2 separate regions of the Danio rerio genome follow, and region 2 is linked to region 1. A link is a contact called in public HiCAR-type data. All regions are on one chromosome and are shown on one strand. The core of a region is the stretch at or near the end of the contact, and the rest is flanking DNA. Distances in the headings are between cores, read along the strand shown. Region 1 holds the start of rps19 (ribosomal protein S19). Region 2 holds the start of cadm4 (cell adhesion molecule 4).

The links. HiCAR-type assays count read pairs that join an accessible place to other places.
Region 2: a contact with region 1 is called in a HiCAR-type map of caudal fin, with 6 times the contacts expected there. The contact joins the promoter of cadm4 here to the promoter of rps19 in region 1. A contact is called at or near these places in 2 of 18 Hi-C or Micro-C datasets (caudal fin and an unstated tissue) and 2 of 4 datasets of contacts at active chromatin or transcription factors (caudal fin and embryo).

The regions. Positions count from the first base shown.
Region 1 is chr16:25,487,226-25,494,608 of GRCz12tu, reverse strand. rps19 (ribosomal protein S19) reads left to right here and starts at 6,087. Exons shown (of 6, transcript NM_200750.1): 1 at 6,087-6,096; 2 at 6,738-6,811; 3 at 7,061-7,161. The coding sequence starts at 6,738. LOC141378058 reads right to left here and starts at 2,875. Exons shown (of 3, transcript XM_073925410.1): 1 at 2,702-2,875.
Region 2 is chr16:25,808,600-25,816,117 of GRCz12tu, reverse strand. It overlaps cadm4 (cell adhesion molecule 4), which reads left to right and starts at 4,593. Exons shown (of 8, transcript NM_001007428.2): 1 at 4,593-4,846. The coding sequence starts at 4,777. si:ch211-79k12.3 (a long non-coding RNA gene) reads right to left here and starts at 6,541. Exons shown (of 2, transcript NR_186760.1): 1 at 6,497-6,541; 2 at 5,541-6,349.

The sequences.
Region 1 (7,383 bases), core at 4,838-7,337:
GCATTATGGTGGTAAAAGCTATTTTCCGGTCTTTGTGAATGTAATATATTTGCTGCTATGGGTAAATTGCTAGTAATTACAATAACCAACGTCTTGCACTACAAACTAATTTGTTTATGGCGATACAAATTAAAGCTGAAAGAATAAGAAAATAGCAGTTTGAAACATCAAGCGGCCTAACAAGCTATTTGTACACCTAAAAATCTATGCAAGTGAATGAGACTGGAAGTCTTGACACGGGTTACAATGGCTGCACTCACTCTTATGTGAAACATAAGTTGGACACAGTTAAAATTGTGTGTAGAGAGTTAAAAATAACAGATTAATACTTCAATACACTAAAACCCATAACAAATGATGATTGTAGGCAGGGATGGGCAAAAATACATTGGAATTTATTTTAAAATAAAATACAAAATACCTCAGTTTTACGTGTACCAAAATACAGCAGCCCCAAAAGTATCAAAACAAAATACTGTGTTTTATATTTTAAAAATACAACACAATACTTTTACAAGTGAGCATGACATTTCTTTGCAAACCTTCATTCAACAGGCCTATTTGATCAGTCCCTTCACCATTAAACTAACTTTCTCATTCGTTTTTGCTTAAATTTTGTACAAATGTCATACAGAAAGTCTTGTCTTAAAGATGTTTCATCACGGTAAAAAACATGTAATGTAGTAATGAGTTTTCTGCACTGTATCTCTTCATTTTGTTTTCATCCATTACGTGGCCAGTGACACTGCAACAATCTCTTAACAGTCAAAAAGAAAGATATATGAAGAGGTTGTTTTATTTATTTTTGTTTTTGTTTAATAAATGTAGATTTATTTATGTATTATTATTTTTGCATTTGAAATCTTCAATAACTAATGCAAAAACATGATTTCTGAACATAACTTTTAAATTAATTATTCTGAAAAAAATGTCCAGTTTTAATAATTTCCATAAATACTTTTTTTGTGTGTGTGTACTCTTCAATGCATATAATATCTCTAAAAAATAGTTATCTGTTTTGCAAATAAATTTTTCATATACTGTACATCCTGCTGCTGTTGAGTAACAGAATTCTGAAGGTTTTGACCAGTCTGTATACACTAGAGTATTATCAAATATTTGTGTCTCATATACTGTATTGTGCCACTTTGACATCTCTTGATTAACTGTACACTGCATCTGCAGATCATCTCTGTCATTGGAAACAGACAATGAAGTATTGTAGCAATCACCACCGTAGGGGTTAATTGTATGTTGTTTGTTTTATTTTCTTGGCATCACATTAGCAATCCATTCAAAACTATTATTATTTGTGTAGCACACTTATTCTCCCAATATTTTTTAGCTCTTCTTTAACTGAAAGAGTCCCAGTTTACGCCCTTAGTGAAGACCAGTACACAATCATTAGGTGTTTTATATTTCCCAAAGTTTCAGCACTGAGAATGATTATGTGCTGAAGGCTCTACATCCTATTCTTAAAGACTGATATTTTATTCCATTTAATTTCGTAAACAAAGATGCTGAATTGTACACTGTGCCATTACTGGTCTTAGCATTGTGCAGTATATTAATTTTAATGATTGTTGTCTTTTGTTATCATTTGTCTGTTATTTTCTTTATCTGTGTATCTGCATAATTTCCATCCATACTTCAATAATTGACCGTACCTTCTTAATCAGTTTTCTATTCTGATCTCAAAGCAAATAACTGAGAACATCAATCGGACGCATTTTTATGAAGTCATCATAGACTTAAAGTATTTTACAGTATTTTAAAAATGCTAAAATACAGAAGTATTTTGATAGAAAATATAAACTTGTTTACATAAACCCCATCAAATACAAATCACAAAATACTTTTTTTGTAATTTAAATATTTGAAATACATGTATCATACTGCCAATCCCGTGTGGGCCTATTCATAGAATTATTTGCGGTTTTCTTGCTACAAATTGTTTTACAAATAATTAACCCGCGTTTTACACAGGGACATTTGATACAAAAAAGTAACAAGATTATGGCATTTGTGTTGGTTTACACTTAGTTGAAAAGGTTAGCGGAGATTGCTGTGACAGTGAATCCACACACAGTGTGTAATCACAGTCTAAACAGAGTGGGGAATGGCTGAAAAGTCACGCACACCGTTACAGACGATATGACAACCACATCACGTACTTGCCTTCCTGCTCTGACAGACAGGTTATTTCATTCTGTGCCCAGACAATGGAAAACATATTTGCGTTAAAAATAGCTGTTAAAATATCCCCCGAAACGCTTCAATATGCCACCTGTCTCTTTATCATAATGAATATGACCTTTCAAAAGCCACTGACAGTAATCAGTCGGAAATGCCCGTGAGTGCTTATAGTAATGAACAATGATTGCGCAATCCCGTAATTCTGCTCGAGCTGGGCCGCCGGGTCTGCAGTTCTTTTATTGTTTTCCTCACTCAAACAAATTGATTAGCCGAAGTAATTAATGGTGTAAAAGTTAGAAGTCGTCTCATTGTGTCACTCCTATTGTAATGCGTCTGCACTTCACTCTCCGCACAATTAATTTTTCCGGATAATCAACTAGCGATACAACAAACGCTCGTGCATTCACGGCCCTCTAGTGAGGAAAAGAACAGGATATGTGTTAATTAAAACACCAACATGTTTACAACTGAGTAAAATTGAGAGAAAGAGGTTTGTTGAAATTACCGTAATTAGACGCAAAGAGACCCGTCAGCTCTGTTTTCCCGCCACCAAATTCCCCTCACGGCTCCGTGAGTCTCAAATGTGCCGGTGGAGAGAGCAAACACATAATAAAACTATTTTAACCACAACTCTTCTTTTCAATACAGTGTATGGAGGCTTATCAGTCTATTGAAGTGTGAGCAAAACCATTCCATTTGGCCAGTACAAAGGGCAGCGTGGCTACCATAAATAAACATCAATTTCATTCAGGAACACATGAAGACTTCACACACACACACACACACACACACACACACACACTTTCAGATATGCACAGTCTGAGGGAGACACACACCATCACCGATTTGCACACACCAGGACCCTATCTCTAAAGTAAACAGATATGACAGGAATGATTTTGAGGAAAGAAGAATGAAGGGAAGATGAAGCGCTTATCTGTTTGGGAGTTAGGTGTCGATGCACATGAACTAATTCAGTTCTCAGCAGGGTATGAAATGATAGATTTCTACCATGGTTCAATAAAGCTGCTTCAATTGTCTTCTTTAAAGGAACAAAATGTCAATTGAACTTCACATGAGAGTTTTAAATGGATGGTTCATGCAAAAAATTTAATTCACTGTTAATACATAACTCCAGGCCATTGGAGATGTAGGCTATTTTTCAAAAAAGAAACGTTTCTACATGATTCTTGAAATGCAAGTCAACAGCACACTAGTTCCTTACAAAAGAGGGAAAAAGCATATACAATACAAAATTAAAAAACATACTGATAATAGTCTAAATGGTAGTCTTTTAAAATAAAATAATTGTGGGTAGGCGAGAAAGGGTTCGCAGTAGGTAGTGCTGTCGCCTCACAGAAAAAAGGTCGCTGGGTTGCTGGTTCAAATCTCAGCTCAGTTGGCGTTTCTGTGTGGAGTTTGCATGTTCTCCCTGCCTTCGCGTGGGTTTCCTCCGGGTGCTCCGGTTTCCCCCACAGTCCAAAGACATGTGGTACAGGTGAATTGGGTAGACTAAATTGTCCGTAGTATATGAGTGTGTGTGTGAATGTGTGTGTGGATGTTTGCCAGAGATGGGTTGCGGCTGGAAGGGCATCCGCTGTGTAAAAACTTGCTGGATAAGTTGGCGATTCATTCCGCTGGGGCGACCCCGGATTAAAAAAGGGACTAAGCTGACAAGAAAATGAATTAATGAATGAATAATTGTGGTTAAAAACTCAAATGTGAGCTGACATCAGGGGTGTTGCTAGACATAAAGCTCTACTGGGACACAGCACCCCATTCAAAAAACATAAATAAATAATTAATTAATTAATTACTTAAAAAAAAAAAATATATATATATATATATTTTTTTTTTTTTAATTATCTATGATTTTCTTATTTTAAACTGTCTTGCCATTTTAATTTTTTTTAGTCTGCTTCAGTTAGGTTCTGATTATTTTTTATTTTAGTTAGTTTTAATTTGTTTTGCTTTTTTGCATTAAAATATTTCTAATATTTCTAATAGTAAGTATTCAATTAATTCTAATGATTATACAATTTTTATGTGACTAAATTAATAAACAAAATGCAAATAAATAAATACCAAAGTAAATATATACATTGCTTTTATCAGCGTTGGTTTGGTTGCACATAAAGAATTTTCTGGCATTACCACTCTTAATACACCTGCATATAAAATTTTAAAGCATTTACTGGGCCACTGTCAATTTTTACTCGGGCACATGCCCCAGTTAATGGGGTCTAGCGACGCCCCTGGCTGACATTGTAAGATTTTTTACATAAAGGCCTTGCAGCATTGAGGAAAAACATTTTGATTAAACAACAATGCATCCTCATTGTCAATTGTCATTCATTCATTCTTTTTTTTTCGGCTTAGTCCCTTCTTTAATCTGGGGTCGCCACAGTGGAATGAACCGCCAACTTATCCAGCATATATTTTACGCAGCGGATGCCCTTCCAGCTGCAACCCATAACAGGGAAACATCCATAGGCACTCATTCACACACATACAGTACACTATGAACAATTTTAGCATACCCAAGTCACCTATATACCATATATCTTTGGCCTTGTGGGGTAAACCGGAGCACCCGAAGGAGACCCACGCCAACATAGGGAGCACATGCAAACTCCACACAGAAACACCAACTGACACAGCCGAAGATCAAACCAGCGACCTTCTTGCTGTTAGGCGACAGCGCTACTCACTGCGTCACCTCATCTCAATTGTAAATCAATAAATAAAATTTAAAAAAGAGCAGCAGCTCAAATGCTATATTACAGTGCCCAGGCATGTCATTATGTCAATGGTTGCTCACATTGTGACAATTTGTTGCTGGGGATTAAATGTTTCTAAAAATGCTCAGACTGACTAACTTTTGCTTTTTAAATAATGTGTGATGGTCTTTGATTTAAAGTTTAGTGTTGTGATGGGCTATATACAGAGAGAGAGAGAGAGAGAGAAAAAAAAAACATTTCACAGGCAGAATTGGTGTTAATAAAATTTTTTGACATTTCTTTAATAGTTCATTATTTACCAAAAAATATAATTGAACAGACAAAAAGTAATGTTATCAGTTGTTATTAATAATCAAGATTACTCCCCAAATAATTTCTCTTTTCTCATTCTTTTTTCTTTGCCTACACAGATTTACAGACATTAGAAAACAATAATAAATAGACAATGATTTTCCTATAAACACAAATCAAGATGGAAGCATTGGCTAATTTTTTTTTATGTCAACATGGTTTAATATTATAGTCAAAAATACAATTTGAAAGCTTAGCCTATGTTCTATCTATCTTTTTTGGCAAGGTTTATATGGACAAAGTTAAGCTCGTCGGACTGTATGCCTAAGGATGTTTAGCAAAAAGGCCTCACATTTTAAATAGGCTACCACTGAAGTATTAACGTTACCATAATGTCTGTAATTTTATTTCTTGCAATTCAATTAATTACTTTTATTGCCTGTTGTAGAGTAAGTTGATTAACTAAGATTAACTAAGACAAAAACAAGTTTAAAATGCTATTATTTTATTTATATGTATGGATTGAGCACATACAGAATTTTAATAATAAGCATCATTAAATTTAGATGTAATGTAATGTATTAATATTTATTTATTTATTTATTTATTTATTATTATTATTATTATTAATATTATAATTATTATTATTATTATTATTATTATTATTATTATTATTATTATTATTGTTGTTATTATTTTAAACATTCTTGTTAGACATCCACAGTTTGTTTATTTTGCACGTGAAGGAAGTTGTATAGCAGAGTAAACCTCCAGTGTTCAAGTCTCGCGATAAGAACCGTGACTCGCCCCTGTTAACACGCTTAGGAAACCCTGCGCGTGCCTCTTCCTTTTGCTGTCCACAAGCAAGGTAAATCATACTCCGCGTCTTTCTAGACTATTCAGCGACTTTTAAACAGTATTTCATAGTATTTCGTGCATAAATTCATCTTAGTATATAGTGGCACTCATGTGAACTCCCGACTATTCATAAAATGACACGCAAAATGACAGTTTATTTGAAAAACGAGATCGCATGCTAAGAATCCCCGGTCTTCCAATGGCTGCGCCCATGGAGGTGCACTGAGGCCTGCTCCGCTTTACATCTTTTGCTTTGTTAAGATGTAACGATAGGCCCTGAGTTAATAAAAGTTACTAGTATTCGTTACGTGGTTTAAGAAAACAACCATATAAGTTGTTTTTTTGTTAGTCCTTAGCGTTACGATGTGTGCTCAATACATAAGGCAGACATAAGCGTGGTTGTTAGCTTTTAGCACACACGTTGTCTCAGAACATTCAACTAACGTTACACGTATCAACAACCACAAATGCGTATTATATTGTAAATAAAGTATTGCTGATAACAGCAAGGTTTGTTCTGCCCCTAACCACATTGTGCATGAACACTGATTAAAAAGTAACACATCGATGTTAGCTTTCTATACGTATTATGCGATTTGTTTTCTTTACTGTTAAATATTAATATAGGTTTTGATGTTAATTCGTTTTCAGATGCCAGGTGGTGTAACAGTGAAAGACGTCAACCAGCAGGAGTTTGTCCGGGCGCTGGCAGCCTTCCTCAAAAAGTCAGTACATTTTATATTTATGTTCAGTGATGATTGAACGTGCTGTAATTCAGTAGTTAACATTTGAACCGAGTTAAAACTTTTCATCAAATTTGTCCTAAAACCATTAAACAAGTCCTGGTCTTGGGACAATTTTGAAACGTTTTTTTGGTCCACTTCTAAAGTTGACTGCTGTGTAATCATGCTTGAGACTTTGTGATAAAAGCATGTGTGTGTTTTAGCTAATTATGAACCCTTGTCTTTTGAAAGGTCGGGGAAGCTGAAGGTGCCAGATTGGGTTGACATTGTCAAACTTGCTAAGCATAAGGAGTTGGCTCCCTGTGATGAGAACTGGTTCTACATCAGAGCTGGTGAGTTTTTCATGTTTTATCATAGCTTATGGACATGCATAGAATCAGTGTAACTTTCGTCCATTCCATATCCCATATATATAGATAGATAGATGTGTGTAATATGTGTATGTATGTGTGTATATATATATATATATATATATATATATATATATATATATATATATATATATATATATATATATATATATATATATGTGTGTGTGTGTGTGTGTGTGTGTA
Region 2 (7,518 bases), core at 3,344-5,843, 320 kb before region 1:
CACATCTTCGTTTGATTTGTTGACCATTTTATATATATATTATGTTTAACAGAGCAAGGAAGCAAGAATAGTCACAGTATTTATATGTGTGTGTGTGTGTGTGTCTGTGTGTGTGTGTGTCTGTGTGTGTGTGTGTATTAGGCAAGTTATTGTATTACTGTATAACCATGGTTTGTTCTGTACACTATTAAAAAAATATATAGCTTAAAGGGGCTAATAATGTGACCTCAAAATGAGATTTAAAAAAATAAAAAAACTGCTTTTATTCTAACTGAAATAAAAGAAATAAAACTTTTTCCAGAAGAAAAAAAAATGATCAGACATACTGTTAAAACTTAGTTTCTACTTCAGAATAGGAACTAACCTGGCACAATAGTAACAACTGGTGACCAAAGAGAGGGACTGAAGCTAATCAGACTTGTCAATGGAACCACACCAATTCATATAGCAAGAAATAATGCTTCATTTTTATTCTGGGCTGGTATTATACCCAGTGGGTAGTAACTAAATATACAATATTTCTGTCAAGTCCATGAATAAAGCTGAGAATGTGTCAGAAAGCTCTTTGAATACAAAAGAAACGGGGAAAATACATCCATAAAGGCCTCGAGGCAGTCCTGAGGTGTTCTTTCAGAATGTACAATATCTAATCTTTACATGCTGCCACAAGCCCAGCTTGGTTTGACATTTCCACAAACAACATGAACTGGAATTGCCCGCACTATAAGCACACACACCACATAACCACAAGTGTGTTTCTTAATTTTACCCTCCAATGCTTTAACCTTAGCAGTTCATCACTGCAAACATTATCATAGCCGCTCATTTCATTTCTCCTGTCTGCTATATTTGTGTTTCATTTTGTGTGGCTTTTATTGCCATTGTGCGGCTGACCAGAAGCCACCATTAATAACTGTGTTTGGTGTGCTTTAACGATGACAGTTCATTACCGGAGGTACACGAAATGGAATACAACAATATTATTACACAAATTATTCAAGATTTCTCGTCCTCTACAGTGGTTATTCACAAAGTCCTTGAAAAAGAGGAAATAATTGCACCGTAAGCTCTTTGGAGTAGCACAACTTAAAATGGCTATGGACCTAAAAGGAAAACTCCCCCCTTTTAATTTTGCTTTCTCTTGGGGATCTTCAAAGTACATGGCCTGCAGCAGAAAAATCTCCAAAAGGGTCAAACGTTTCACTTTTACATCATCTAGATAATGGACGTTCATAAAAAAAGAGTCCTGCATAATAAATCTTTTAAATGTATACTGTTTTACTGCAGTTTTTAGTGCTGTAGGACATGTCCTACACTTCTGATTTATATAAACCCTCTTTTCCCCCAGCACTGTTTACTTAGAAATAATCCCAAACATCAAAAAACATTAAGTTGCTGCCTAAATACTTTGGTTTGAAATTCCAATTCACTTTGGATTTATAAAAGTGATGTGTGAAGCTATTTTTTTAACGTCTTAGGGTACTCACCTACTATGTTGCTTGTTCATTCATAGTTTTTTTTCTCATTAAAGTGGCATGTTTGCTTCAAATTATTTATGCTTAGACCAAATACTTTCAAAAGGTTTGATGTGTGCAGGCTAATTATAAAACACCCTGGCAACTGTGACTCACTGTACTGTATGTAGAAAAAAAGAAGCAAAGCAAACTGTTATTTTTATCTTGAATAGGTGAACAAATAATGTACTGTAGGAAATCCTTCAGTTTCTGGCTGCCCTTTTCTTGGTACAGTAGAGTCTTATAAGTGGTTTTATGAGTAAAAATAATTAGAAAAAGCAGTTGTCTCTCTAATAGGAAACAGTAAAAACAAAACATACTGTATTTTGTTGCAAGGAGTTTTGTTCTTTTTTTCCCTTTTATTTGGCTGTTGTTACTGGACATATTTTAACATCTGAGTTAATTTTTTAATAATATGTGGTAAGTTTAAAATTAACCTGACTATCAAAGCTTGTTTTTCAAATACTTTATAGGGAATTCACAGTTTAAAACTCTTTAACTTTTTGGTGTGTGAATTATGTCCTTATTTGCATAATATTAAAAATAATAATTTCTAAAATAATTTGAAAATTATACATTTTCATAACATCAGCATATACTCACACAAGTATGACTTATGAAGATAGATTCGAACCTAATGGCTGCATTATGTAACCAGGACAGCAGTATTTGTATTAAATGTGGCATACATTACAATGTTAAAATGTTTGTTGGCCATAACAATGACATTGATATGTATTTTAGGCTGTTTTGTTTTTTGTGCTTCATAGTTACTAACCTTGTAACCTTTTACAGTAAGGTTACATTTGTTAACATCAAATATAGTAGCTATTAATTTTAGCTAATGCTAATTATTTTTAATAAACATTCAATGTTTATTAACTAAGGTTTACAGTTATTAAATAACATAACAAATGTATAACAATTTGTAAACATACGGGATAATGTTAGCATATAGACAATTTGTTGTTTTCACCTAAAAAAGAAGCATAAAAGTAATATTATATTCAACAGTATATAGTATAGAGAATATCAGGGCAAGCTTTCACACAGTTCAAAAATCTTGATTAAATTATACATTTTCTTTGGTAAATGATGTCCTGAATAAACAAACAAACAAATAAATAATTTAAACATGTATTTTCACAACACCAGCATATATTCACACAATTCTAATTTATGAAGATAGATTTGAACCTAAAGTCTGAATTAGGTAACCAATACAGCAGTATTTTTCATAAAACCTGGCATACATTACAATATTACAATGATTGTTGGCCATATCAATGATATTGATTCATACAGTATGTATCTTTTACATGTGCTTTTTTGTGCTGCATAATAACTATTAATTGTATAACCCTTTACAGTAAGGTTATATATGTTAACATTAATTAACATGAACATGGTTATTAATTTTATTTTATTTTCTTTTTATGATGCATTTGCAAACATACACTATGCACAGCTGTAGGTTTTTAACTAATGTTTAAAATGATTAAATATTGCTTATTCTAAGAAAAAGTTAGCAATACATTATAATGCTATCTAACTGATCTTGTGGGAAAGCATATAGACAATTTGTTATATTAAAGAAGCATATAAATGAATGTCCTTGTAGAAAATGACAGGAAATGTTCTGTTTATATACAGTTAAAATCTTTATTATTTTTCTGATATTTCCCAAATGACGTTTAACAGAAAAAAAAAAAAACTTTCATGTGTATAAAAATATGTGTATGTATAAGAATGTGTATAAATGTATATTTTCTCAGTTACTTGGGAAATATTTAAAAAAAGAAGGAACATTTAACAGGAGGACTACTTTAGCCTTCAACTGTTTAACAAAAACATGTTTTTTTAAAAGAAAAAAAAAATTAATTTAGAATCAATCTGTCAACGCCTTACATTAATTAAACAATTAATTATGCAGGATATTATGCCTTTTTAATATTGTTTTTTTCTGCAATATTATGTTCTGTAATCAAGGTAAAGACAATTTAAATTAGTGATTAGAATATATCAAAACTATACAACTTTATAATTAAAACTATAATAAAACTATGTATAGAATGTGTTAAAATAAATGAATATTTTCTCGGTTAAACAACATTTGGGACATATTTGAAAAATAATTTTACAGGAGAAGTAAATTTTGCCATCAACTGTATATTAAGCATGTTTTTAATGTATTTTAAAATGTACTTTATAATTTTTAAAAAATCAATGCGTTGCATATTACTTTATGCCAGAAAATTATGGATTTTTAATGTAGATTTTGTTTTGCAATGTTGCATAAAAACTAAATATGTGACTACTTTCCCCATCTTGTGTGACAACATTCAGTCAGCAAAGTTTAAAATTGTTCTATAAGATTTCATTGTAGCCTAATATATTGAGAAAAATATGAACTAGCATGACGACAACTAGCCCTATAGCATCCTCAGTGCCTCCCCATTGAAAACCAAATTGTTATTCCTCACATCATCACACGGTGTCGCTAAACACAAGCTATGAATTCCCCAAGAAAGCCAACAAATTGTTTTCGGTTTTAATTACGCGAGTTTGAGGAAGATATTAAAGTCGTGCTCGAGCTGCTTTCATGCCAGCTTGCTCGCTAATGATCGCGTTGATTCTGCTCGTCGATCTGTACACTCCTCACAGCAGAATGAATCACTTTCTAATTCCTTGTTCTGAATGGGTCCCGTCAGTGAATCTGTCATTTATCTCTGACGGATCCAGATAGAGACTCATTTAAAAAGCCCAGTCTTCCAGTAAATTCCAATTATTTATATTCAGAGCGTTCAAAAACTTTATCGATCGCCACTGTAATTCATCAAGTTAATATATGTGTATATGGAGTGGCTCGTTTGGAAGGCAGGACTCATTCCAGCAGAGGCTGTTATTACAGTGTCATGAATCCGCCGTCTTTCTGATCAAAAACAAACGGTTATTTATCTTATAATATTAATCATACCCCGCCCTGATTGGGTGTGCGCGCCGGTCATTGTCAAATCCGATTGGTTGTGGCTGAGCCCAAGAAAAACCGGCCCTGCTACATTTTACATTTCATCTTTCATTGAGAGCGTGCATGTGTATGTGTGTGTGTGAGTACTAGTATGTAACACACAACCGATTCCAGCGAACACTGGAGTTGAGGAAAGACACAACTCGTAGGTGAAAGCCTGCGCGCTCATGTTATTCTAATTCCCATCAGAGGAAGAGGAATAAACTGAGAGATCGGAATAACACACACATGATGATGGCATTTTCTTCTGTTTGGAAGTATTGGGCCCCGCTTCCTCTCCTGCTGCTCCTGTACTCGCATACAGGTAAGACTATTTATTCAGGCTATACACACTTTGGAAGTTAACTTGTCATGGACGCTTACTCAAAGAAAACATATGTAGGGATGTATAGAAAAGTGCGCAGCTTGTGTAAACACACCGACATATGCATTTCTCCTACAGCGCGTCAGCATGAAATGTGACAGAAACCACGTAAAGCCTTTAACAGTTAGACTAAATCGAAATTAAAGTAGCTTCTCCTAAAGTTCTTCTTTTTGTTTCTGTTTACGGGCTTTTCTGCTATTATATATGCTAATAGTCGTTATTTTCCCTCATTAGTTTGCGTCACTCACCTGCACCTCAGCTGACTCCGTTTGCACTAGTAACATGCTTAATAACTGCACATGCACGCGCTTTGTCGATCTATTTCACGCATACATGTGTCTTCCTCCGCAGTGTTATTATTATGTTGATGCTCGCGCGCATCATTGTTCAGATTCTACCCGCTGTGATTTCTTCTCTTTGTTGTATACGTAATGCTCCCTCGTTTACCGATGTCCTTTGGGGATGTCGAGGTGTACGTATTGCGACAGTCAGTGCACGAGCGCAGTTTCGTGTCACAGCGGATTGTTGCAGTTCGGAGGTCCCGCTCTGGGCTCCTCTGCGCAGGAGTTACTGTCCCAAATCAGTCTCAAATATACAAGACTTGTCAGTGCAATTCCCAACACGGGCCGCGTATTTCATGCTTGCCATCGCATGATAAGTGCATCTGCTGTTGTCTTGGGATTTGGATTTACTCGAGCATCTTGGAGATACTAGCTGGCCGTTTAATTCTGCTCTTCAAGCTGTGCCATCTGTTTATGAGATGAGGCTCAAATTGATAATTATTAATCAAGGGAGAAAATAGCATTGGATGAAAAAAGAAGAGATTATTAGATGTCTTTTACCAGTGTTGGGTTTAATTGCACCTGTTCTGATATAAAGCCCAGCAGCAAGATTGTGGTTTCTACGGATAACCAATTAAAAACTTTGCAGATGTATTTGTATATTAGTTTTGAAGTCTAATCCTAAAACAAGGGATTAATGCAAACTCAAAAAAGCTTTCTTGATAAATTTAAACAGCTATTGCTCTGTTAGTTCATTTGAAGAAGTGTGAATGCTTATCCGAACCATGGTAGTGAACTGAGAGCACTGAGAAAGTGTTCGGATGTGGTTGGACTAAAATATATGAACACAATACGAATCATCTAAACCAGGGGTGCCCAAACTCGGTCCTGGGGGGCATTAAGGTATAAAGTTAGTTTTCTCCTAAATAATAAAACTTCACAAAAATATTATTTTCACATTTTAAATAGTGAAATCATATTATCAGCCAATGACTATCAAAGTTCAACATTGTTTACAGTCAAATAAATGATGTTAATGTTGTTTTGATGTCATATTTACATGTGATTTCTGACCGAATATTTAAAGTACCATGGTAAACAATATAGGGAACATATCACAAGTTGACACTGAACAAATGTGCGAACATAAAACCAACTTTACCTCAATCTGGAGGGCCGGTGTCCTGCATAGTTTAGCTCCAACTTCTTTCAACACACCTGGCTGGAAGTTTCTCGGATACCTAGAAAGAGCTTGATTAGCTGGTTCATGTGTGTTTAATTGGTGTTGGAACTAAAATATGCAGGATACCAGCCCTTCAGGGCCGGGTTTGGGTATCCATGATCTAAACAAACCAAAAAAAAAAAAAAAAAAACATGATTCTATAAAATGGGATTTTTATGTCATTTTCATAATGTTGCTTATTACAGTTCAGTATAGACTTTGGAAATGTATCTTCCTGAAGCAGATGCTCATTTGTGAGTGGGATGTAGGAATCTCTTCTGCCGTTTTGACTTATGACTTATTCTGCTAGCGTCTTACAAATTTTATAAGATCTTTATGAGTTTTTATGTGATGAAAATATCATTGCATGTGTGTGTGTTCAGCCCATCAAACAGCACAGTTTTGGATATCCTGTATGTTCTGTCACAAAATACATATCATAAATGCAGTTTTGTTATATCGTCAGGTTCATTCTTAAAAAATGAAAGCGTAAAGTTAACCAGGTCTAAATGTATAATAAAAATTTTGCTCGAGATCAAACAATCCGAAAAAACTGAACTTTGTGATTGCACTCTAAATGTCTAGATCTGGAAGGTCTGTAAGAGTACAGTATGTTGACTGGAAAAAAAAAAATCAGCTTTTTACTTAAAGTGTTAGAATCCCTCTGCTTTAATCCAATTCCAGATTTTCTTGTTCACTAGGGAGGGAAATGTATTGCAAGGAATCATGGAGAAATTAAAATAGAACCATTCCATGTGTCCAAATACGCCTACATAACTATGTAGTATGCAAAAACAAGATGTGTGCCAAGTAGTATGTCAAATTTAATGATGTATTCATAAAAGAAGAACTGAGAAGAATTTGGATTTCTTAATACTTCTGGCAAGATTCTGAAGTTTGCTTCTGATGTACACAGAGGCGAATTTAGTCATTTAGGGGGCCTAAGAAACTTCAGCCATGGGATTCAAGTCCTAAAATGCACTCTTTCTACTTTAATAATAATTATTTTTTTATGTCACTCAATTTTTTTTCCTACATTTTATCCTAATGCAATTTTCTTAAAATGAATTTACAACTGAAAATGATAAATACTGTTTATAAATTTGATT